Regions from separate parts of the Mus musculus genome. Here region 2 is linked to region 1. A link is a contact called in public HiChIP or PLAC-seq data. All regions are on one chromosome and are shown on one strand. Each heading gives the region's core, a stretch centred on a gene start, on an enhancer-like site or on the middle of the called end of the contact. The rest is flanking DNA. Distances are from core to core; before and after follow the strand shown. Region 1 overlaps Pacsin2 (protein kinase C and casein kinase substrate in neurons 2). Region 2 overlaps Bik (BCL2-interacting killer).

Region 1 (2,998 bases), core at 138-2,637:
AACTGTGCTTGCCTGTCTTCCCTGAAAGATGAGAGGAAGCTCTCCTCTGAAATCCCTGCCAAGCACTAGCCGCAGAGGGCAGCAGTGGTACACACACGGCCTTCCCAGGCCACTTTCTGTCCCATGGGTACACAAGCTTCTTTCTTACTCATTACCTGCACAGAATATTCTTCAGTCCCTAGGAAATGTCTGCCTCTTCCGAGTCACTGTGCAGCCCCAGGGTGAGGTGGGCAGCCAGCAGTCTTTAAATAAGTGTACACAGTTAGTCATTCATTCCACAAACATCTCCCACATACTAGCAACTGTCCTAAACTGCTAACAGTCTCTGTCCTCCTGGAGTTGATATTCTCCCTAGGATACCCTGCCATGCAGCTAAGTGACAGAGCCACACAGTGTGCTAAATTCTAGGACAGAGGAAATATAGGTGCTAGGGAAAGAAGTGTGAGGGACAGGGACTTGGTGAGATCAAGTATGTCCTCAGAAGACTCCAAAAGACGGGAAGTAGGGACAGGTACCTCTCAGTAAAGGGACAGGAGAGTGACGGGCCTGCTATGTACTAGGCTCAGGGAGGTCAGCACCAAAAGCTGCAGAGGGACCAATGGGATCTCACCTACAGGATGCACAGTAACTTGGACTGGACCTCTGCACTTAGCTTTTCAGAACTAAAACCACGCAGTAAGACATGCTATTTAAAACCAAGCATGGGGCACTTAAGAGCATTTACTGCTCTTGCAGGTGATGCCAGTTTGGTTCCCAGGATCCACGTCAGACAGCTCACAACCATCTGAACACCTAGCTCCAGGGGAATCCGATGTGTCTGGCCTCTTTGGGCACCTGTGCCTCATACACATGTCCCCTTTCACTCACACATACACTCACATAATTAAAAGTAAATCTTAAAAAAAAAAAAAACAAAGCCCAAGCTTGTATATTTTGTATCTGTCCTTAGCTCTGCACATTATCCAACCTCAATGTGAGAAGTTACCATCTATCCTGGGACCTGTTTCAGCTGCAAGTTTACCCTATGGATAAGCTCAGCCAGGAGAGCTAAGAGTTCACTGTGGGACTGTTCAGAAAAAAAAAAAACAACCCTGAAAACTCAGAGCTACTTTGGTGTCCATCAAATGCTGATACTGTAGCGGGGAGAAGTGACTCAGAGGCGTGAGTCTGGCACCAGGGAGGCTGAGGAAGTAGAACCGACAAGGTCAGCTTTCCCAACAGTAAACTCCTGTCTGAGAAAGGAAAGAAAGATGAGAAGAGACTTAAAAGGAGAAGAGGAAATACACTTGAAGCATGGGGCACCAGGCAGCCAGGACAAGGGCTGTGCAGAGATGGAACACAGGCAGCTGCGGGGCAGCATCATACGTGTCCTGCTGGACGGCAGCAACTGTGACCTCTCAAAGCTCATGGCTACACAGTCCTCACTCAGTCACATGTGCCCCTGGCATGGGGAGACTCTACTGTTAACAGCCTCCTGAGCTATTTGAAATGTCATCCAACCACACAGAATGCTTTTGAAAGAAATACCAAACCGGCAAAGACATTTTGTTTCCTGAATGATGCCATGTTGGGATGAAGGGTGGTCCCACATGGCCACATCCCAGGACAAGCCTCCCAGCTTCGAGAGAAATCAGCCCAGTGACCATGCATGCCCCTCCATGGCCTCCACAGCTCCAGCTCTGCTCGCTTCCCACCAAACTGTCAGTCCCCAAGCCTCGCCCTCCCACCCCACCCCCAGAGCACACAGCTCTGACCAAGTGGGTACTCTACTGCCACTGCACTGTAGGTACAGCCAGTTCACGCCTCCTGTCTGCCATGCCCTTCCTGCACTACAGACCTGGGTGAGGCAGGCAGTATCCTAGCCTCAAACTCCCACTCAAAACCACTTTCAATGTCTAACACCTTTTTGTATTTTGTCTGTCTGTCTGCCTGCCTGCCTATCAACAGGGTCTCTCTACATAGCCCTAGCTCTCCTGAAACTCTGTAGATTAGGTTAGCCTCAAACTCACAGAGTTCCATCTACCTCTGCTTCCTGAGTGTTAGGATTAAAGGCTACACCACCACACCACAAATGGGAACTCCGAGGGCGTGGGTCTGTATCACTGCCCTCTTTTCTTCACGGCCTTCTCTGTAGCATCCACGTTTCTTTGGATACCTCACTCTGCTAAAACTTGTCAGACATTTTAGGGGGGGGGGCTGAAGTCTGAGTGACTTTGAATCAGGGAGATGAGATCCACAGAAGGAAACTATTTGAAGAGGTTTTAACTCCAGTGGCTAAAATTACTTTATCAATACACCTGTCCCCTTCCCATTTTATTCTATGTTCTTTTCTTCAAGTCCTTCTAAAGGCTGAAAGAGAGCCCAGCACTACCATATTCATCACAAGTGGGTTCAGCGGCTCAACAACAATGAAAAGCTCAGGCTCTGCTCCCTCCAACCACACAGGCACCCTCCAGCCCAGCTGAGGCCCTCTGCTGCCAGCTTCAGTGTGTGTCCACTCAGTCCCTTAGGAAGAAGGACAGGGGTCCTGCATCTCTTGAGCACACAAACCACCTGGTTCAGGCCTGAGCTAACACATGGCCTCACACCATTGGTTAAGAAGAAACATGTGTTTCAACTCAGCTACCTGGCACAACCTATTTTGCTTCCAATGACTTCATCTGGAAAAGGGAACATTCCTTAAAGGAAGTGATAGAGATCAGCAAATAAAGTGACTTCTCTCTCTGGAACGCGGTGTGGAGCCCTCAACAATGAGCGGGGAAACTGACCATCAAAAGATGCTGGATTCTAGAGGCTGCTGCTAAAGTGGAGCGGCCTGAGACCCAACACTTGGTCCCCCACCTGCCAGAGCACTTGCCAGTCTAAACAATGAGAGTTTAGAGGAGGAGTATAGTTTTTAATTCTTCTAAGAATTTCTCTGAAGATGTAGTTGCCTTGGAAAATACTGCCTGAAAACTAAGTTGCCTAGAGAAGGATTTTAAACCATGGATGACACAGG
Region 2 (3,103 bases), core at 424-2,923, 130 kb after region 1:
ACATGTAGAGGGCAAAGGTCAACATTGCTGTTCCCCCAGGAGCCATCCACCTTGGGTCCCCTCCCCCCGAAGATTTGATAATTGTATGTTGTATGCATATGTGTGTGTGTGAGAGTGTGGGTGCCCTTGGAGGGTGAAAGAGGGCTCTGAGCCCCTCCACCTGGAGTTTATAAGGGGTTGCGAACTGCCGATGTGGATTCTGGGAATGGAACTCTGTTCCTCGGCAAGAGTGGTACACACTGTCTCTACCTGATTAACCCGTCCCTCCAGACGTGACTTGGGTTTCTGAGACAGGATCTGGAAACTGGGACTCACTGATGAAATTGGGCTGGCTGGTCAGCAAGCCCCATGGACTCTGTTCTCAGCTCCACAGTCCTGGGGTTCCAGGCATGTAGTGCTGCACACAGCTCCTCCAGAGTCCTGCCTTGCATTCTGGAGATCTTAAGTCAAGTCCTCATGCTTGCATGGTAAGGACAAGCTTTTCTCCCAGCCCTTGGAGAAACTTGGTTTGATGCTCAGGTCTGCTACGGGGCAGTGGTGTGTAGAGCTATGGCTGGGCAAACAGCATTAGCAGGCTCTGGACAGACTGGGGTGGGGCTAGTGGGGAGTCTATTCAGAGTCTTTGAACGTCCTGATCTTCAAGGGACCAGGAAAGAGGACCAGAATCTTGTTGAAGCTTGGTGGCCTGCTTTGGGAAAGATAGCCCAGCTTATGTGAGCAGCCTGGATGGAAGCATCTCTGGTTTTTGTGACTCATTCTGGGACAGAGGAGGGTCAGGAACACTCATATACCAAGGCCTTGTAGTTCCCGGGGGCTTTCTGTGCCCCACATACCAAGCACTTACTATGGTCTGTAGCCACCGGTGCATAGTTCTGGAGATCTAGTCACGCTCTGCCTTATTTTATCCCACAGAACACATGTCGGAGGCGAGACTTATGGCCAGAGACGTCATCAAGACTGTTCCACACGACCAGGTCCCCCAACCTCCAGTGGCCTCTGAGACTCCCAGCATGAAGGAGCCTGTGAGAGACGTGGACCTCATGGAGTGCGTGGAAGGCAGGTAGGGCCTGACTGGACTCTCCACTGGACATGGGTTGGAACAGCACCTTCTATATAGAGGAGTGGGGGGAAGGGGAGTGGGGAGATAACAGGGCAAGGAGCTCCTGGAGGTCCCCCCACCCACACAGGGCTCCAGTGTGTTTCCTGGGTGTCGGGACCAGCACAATGCAGCCTGAACCTGGGCCATCTGGTTTCACTAGTAGAGGGCTTATCTGTTGTTGCCTCTGTGTCCAGAAGGCCAAGTCCCTCCCTGCTCAGGCTCTGAGACCCATCCTTCATTTCCCAGCAGAAAGAGAGAGCAGCCATACTGGCCAGGGCGAGTCCTTCTGCACATAGGCAGGTCAGCACAGGCTCTTCACGTGTACCCTCAGCTTCAGGGTTCTCTGCCACTCTGGTTGTGGAATCAGTGTCGCCTCACTTTCTGCTCCATTCCTGAGTGGAATGAAGCCGGGGACAGTGTTTTCCTGGGGGGTCTCTCAGGGAATAGGCGGGACTAAATCCGCTCAACTCGGTTGCCAGGCGACCTTCCAGGTTCCTTGAACCCTTGTGACCATCAGAATCAGGAAGAAACCTAGGACACTGGGTGTGTGGAACAGGTGGCTCTGGAGATGCCCTCTGTAGGGACTTTCCAGTGAGCTGCTGTGTCGCTGGTGTGGAATGTGTGGGCAAACCCCAGGAAGGGCTTAGCCAGGCTGGTTTCAGTGTGTGTGTGTGTGTGTGTGTGTGTGTGTGTGTGTGTGTGTGTGTGTTTGTGTGTGTATTCACCACACAAGTGTGTCTCCTGTTTCAATGGAGACTTTTTATTGTTTTTAAAAGATTTATTTTATGTGCATGAGTGCTTGCCTGCACGTATGTCTGTGCCCTTCGTACATCCCTGGTGCCTGCAGTACTCAGAGGAGGACGCTGTAGCCCTTGGAACTGAAATTACAGGTGGCTGTAAACAATCATGTCGTCTGCCTGAGCAACAAGTACCTTAGCTGCTGAGCTACCTCTCCAGCCCCTGAGATTTTCTTTAAATTGAAGGCACGTGCTACCAGTGTAGATGGTGGAGGGAATTGAATTTGGTTTACTGCTCTCCATCTGGAGAAGGTGCAGGCACCAGTGTTCTGAGACTGGGAACCAGGGACAGGTCTCCGGGAGCAGGATAGACTGAGACCCTATAGGAAGCCAACTGAAGGGGCTCCAAGCACACACACCCCACACTTGTTCTTCAATGTTCACCAGGTAGGCCCCTCCCCAAGATTCTCTAAAGGAAAGTTCCTGGAGTAAGCAGAAGTAAGCTGTCCCTGACTTCCGGGCAGGTTCACAAGACATCCCCTAGTACTTTTGTGTCTGACTTCCGCAAGAGGCAGACATGGGGTATAGGCTGGGATAGGTCTCAGTAGCCTGTGGTTTATCCTACAGGGGCACATTTGAAATGGCTCTTACTCATAAGTGCACCCATGGATAAGAGGGACACCGAGGAGGTTTGCTGCTAGCCCCCCCGCCCCGCTCCCTCCTTCCCCCAGTATCCCACTGCCTTCCTCTTGCTGGGTCCTGAATTCCATGGAAATTAGGCTGGGTGTGTGGTATGGCCTCCCCAGCATAACCACACCAAACTGCCTTATGTATGCCTTCCTGCAGAAACCAGGTGGCCTTGAGGCTGGCCTGCATCGGCGATGAGATGGACCTGTGTCTGCGGAGCCCCCGTCTGGTCCAGCTGCCTGGGATTGCTATACACAGGTAACCAGTTACCCAGGGTGAACCGGACAGGGCTGGGCCCCAAGGGAGCCCTGCAAACCTTGGAAGAGGAGTATGGGAGTTCTCAGGCAAGCTTGAAACCCCTTGCCTTCCAGCCCCCACGTGGGTCCCCCCAAATCCTCCCTCTGGCCTTAGCAGTAGATCAAGCACCACTCAGGGCCTTTCTTTTGCTTCTCAAGCTGAAGAGTCCGGAGAGATCCCGACTCACAAGGCCGTGTGGATCTGAGCGAGGCTCAGGGGCCTTCAGAGAGGCAGGTGCTCCTTGAGGGTGGCTCTGGGCAGAGAGAGAACCAGAGGCGCACAG

What was found. HiChIP or PLAC-seq counts read pairs in DNA pulled down with a chosen protein or histone mark.
Region 2: an HNF4G HiChIP or PLAC-seq map of pancreatic cancer cells shows a contact between it and region 1. The contact joins two enhancer-like sites. A contact is called at or near these places in 1 of 39 promoter capture datasets (embryonic stem cells), 2 of 115 datasets of contacts at active chromatin or transcription factors (pancreatic cancer cells and trophoblast stem cells) and 3 of 9 other capture datasets (adipose tissue, liver and pancreatic islet).

The regions. Positions count from the first base shown.
Region 1 is chr15:83,409,159-83,412,156 of GRCm38.p6, forward strand. The region is part of intron 1 of Pacsin2 (protein kinase C and casein kinase substrate in neurons 2); the gene reads right to left. Among named protein-coding and RNA genes, the nearest start is that of Gm41368, 25 kb to the left of the region's middle. Within about 2 kb of position 1,388, at least 101 of the 459 cell types and tissues checked have an H3K27ac peak or open chromatin away from gene starts, as enhancers often do. A contact at or near this core is called in pancreatic cancer cells, where this site is marked.
Region 2 is chr15:83,540,383-83,543,485 of GRCm38.p6, forward strand. Bik (BCL2-interacting killer) reads left to right here. Exons shown (of 5, transcript NM_007546.2): 2 at 913-1,060; 3 at 2,683-2,781. The coding sequence starts at 918. Among named protein-coding and RNA genes, the nearest start is that of Mcat, 14 kb to the right of the region's middle. Within about 2 kb of position 1,674, at least 21 of the 459 cell types and tissues checked have an H3K27ac peak or open chromatin away from gene starts, as enhancers often do. A contact at or near this core is called in pancreatic cancer cells, where this site is marked.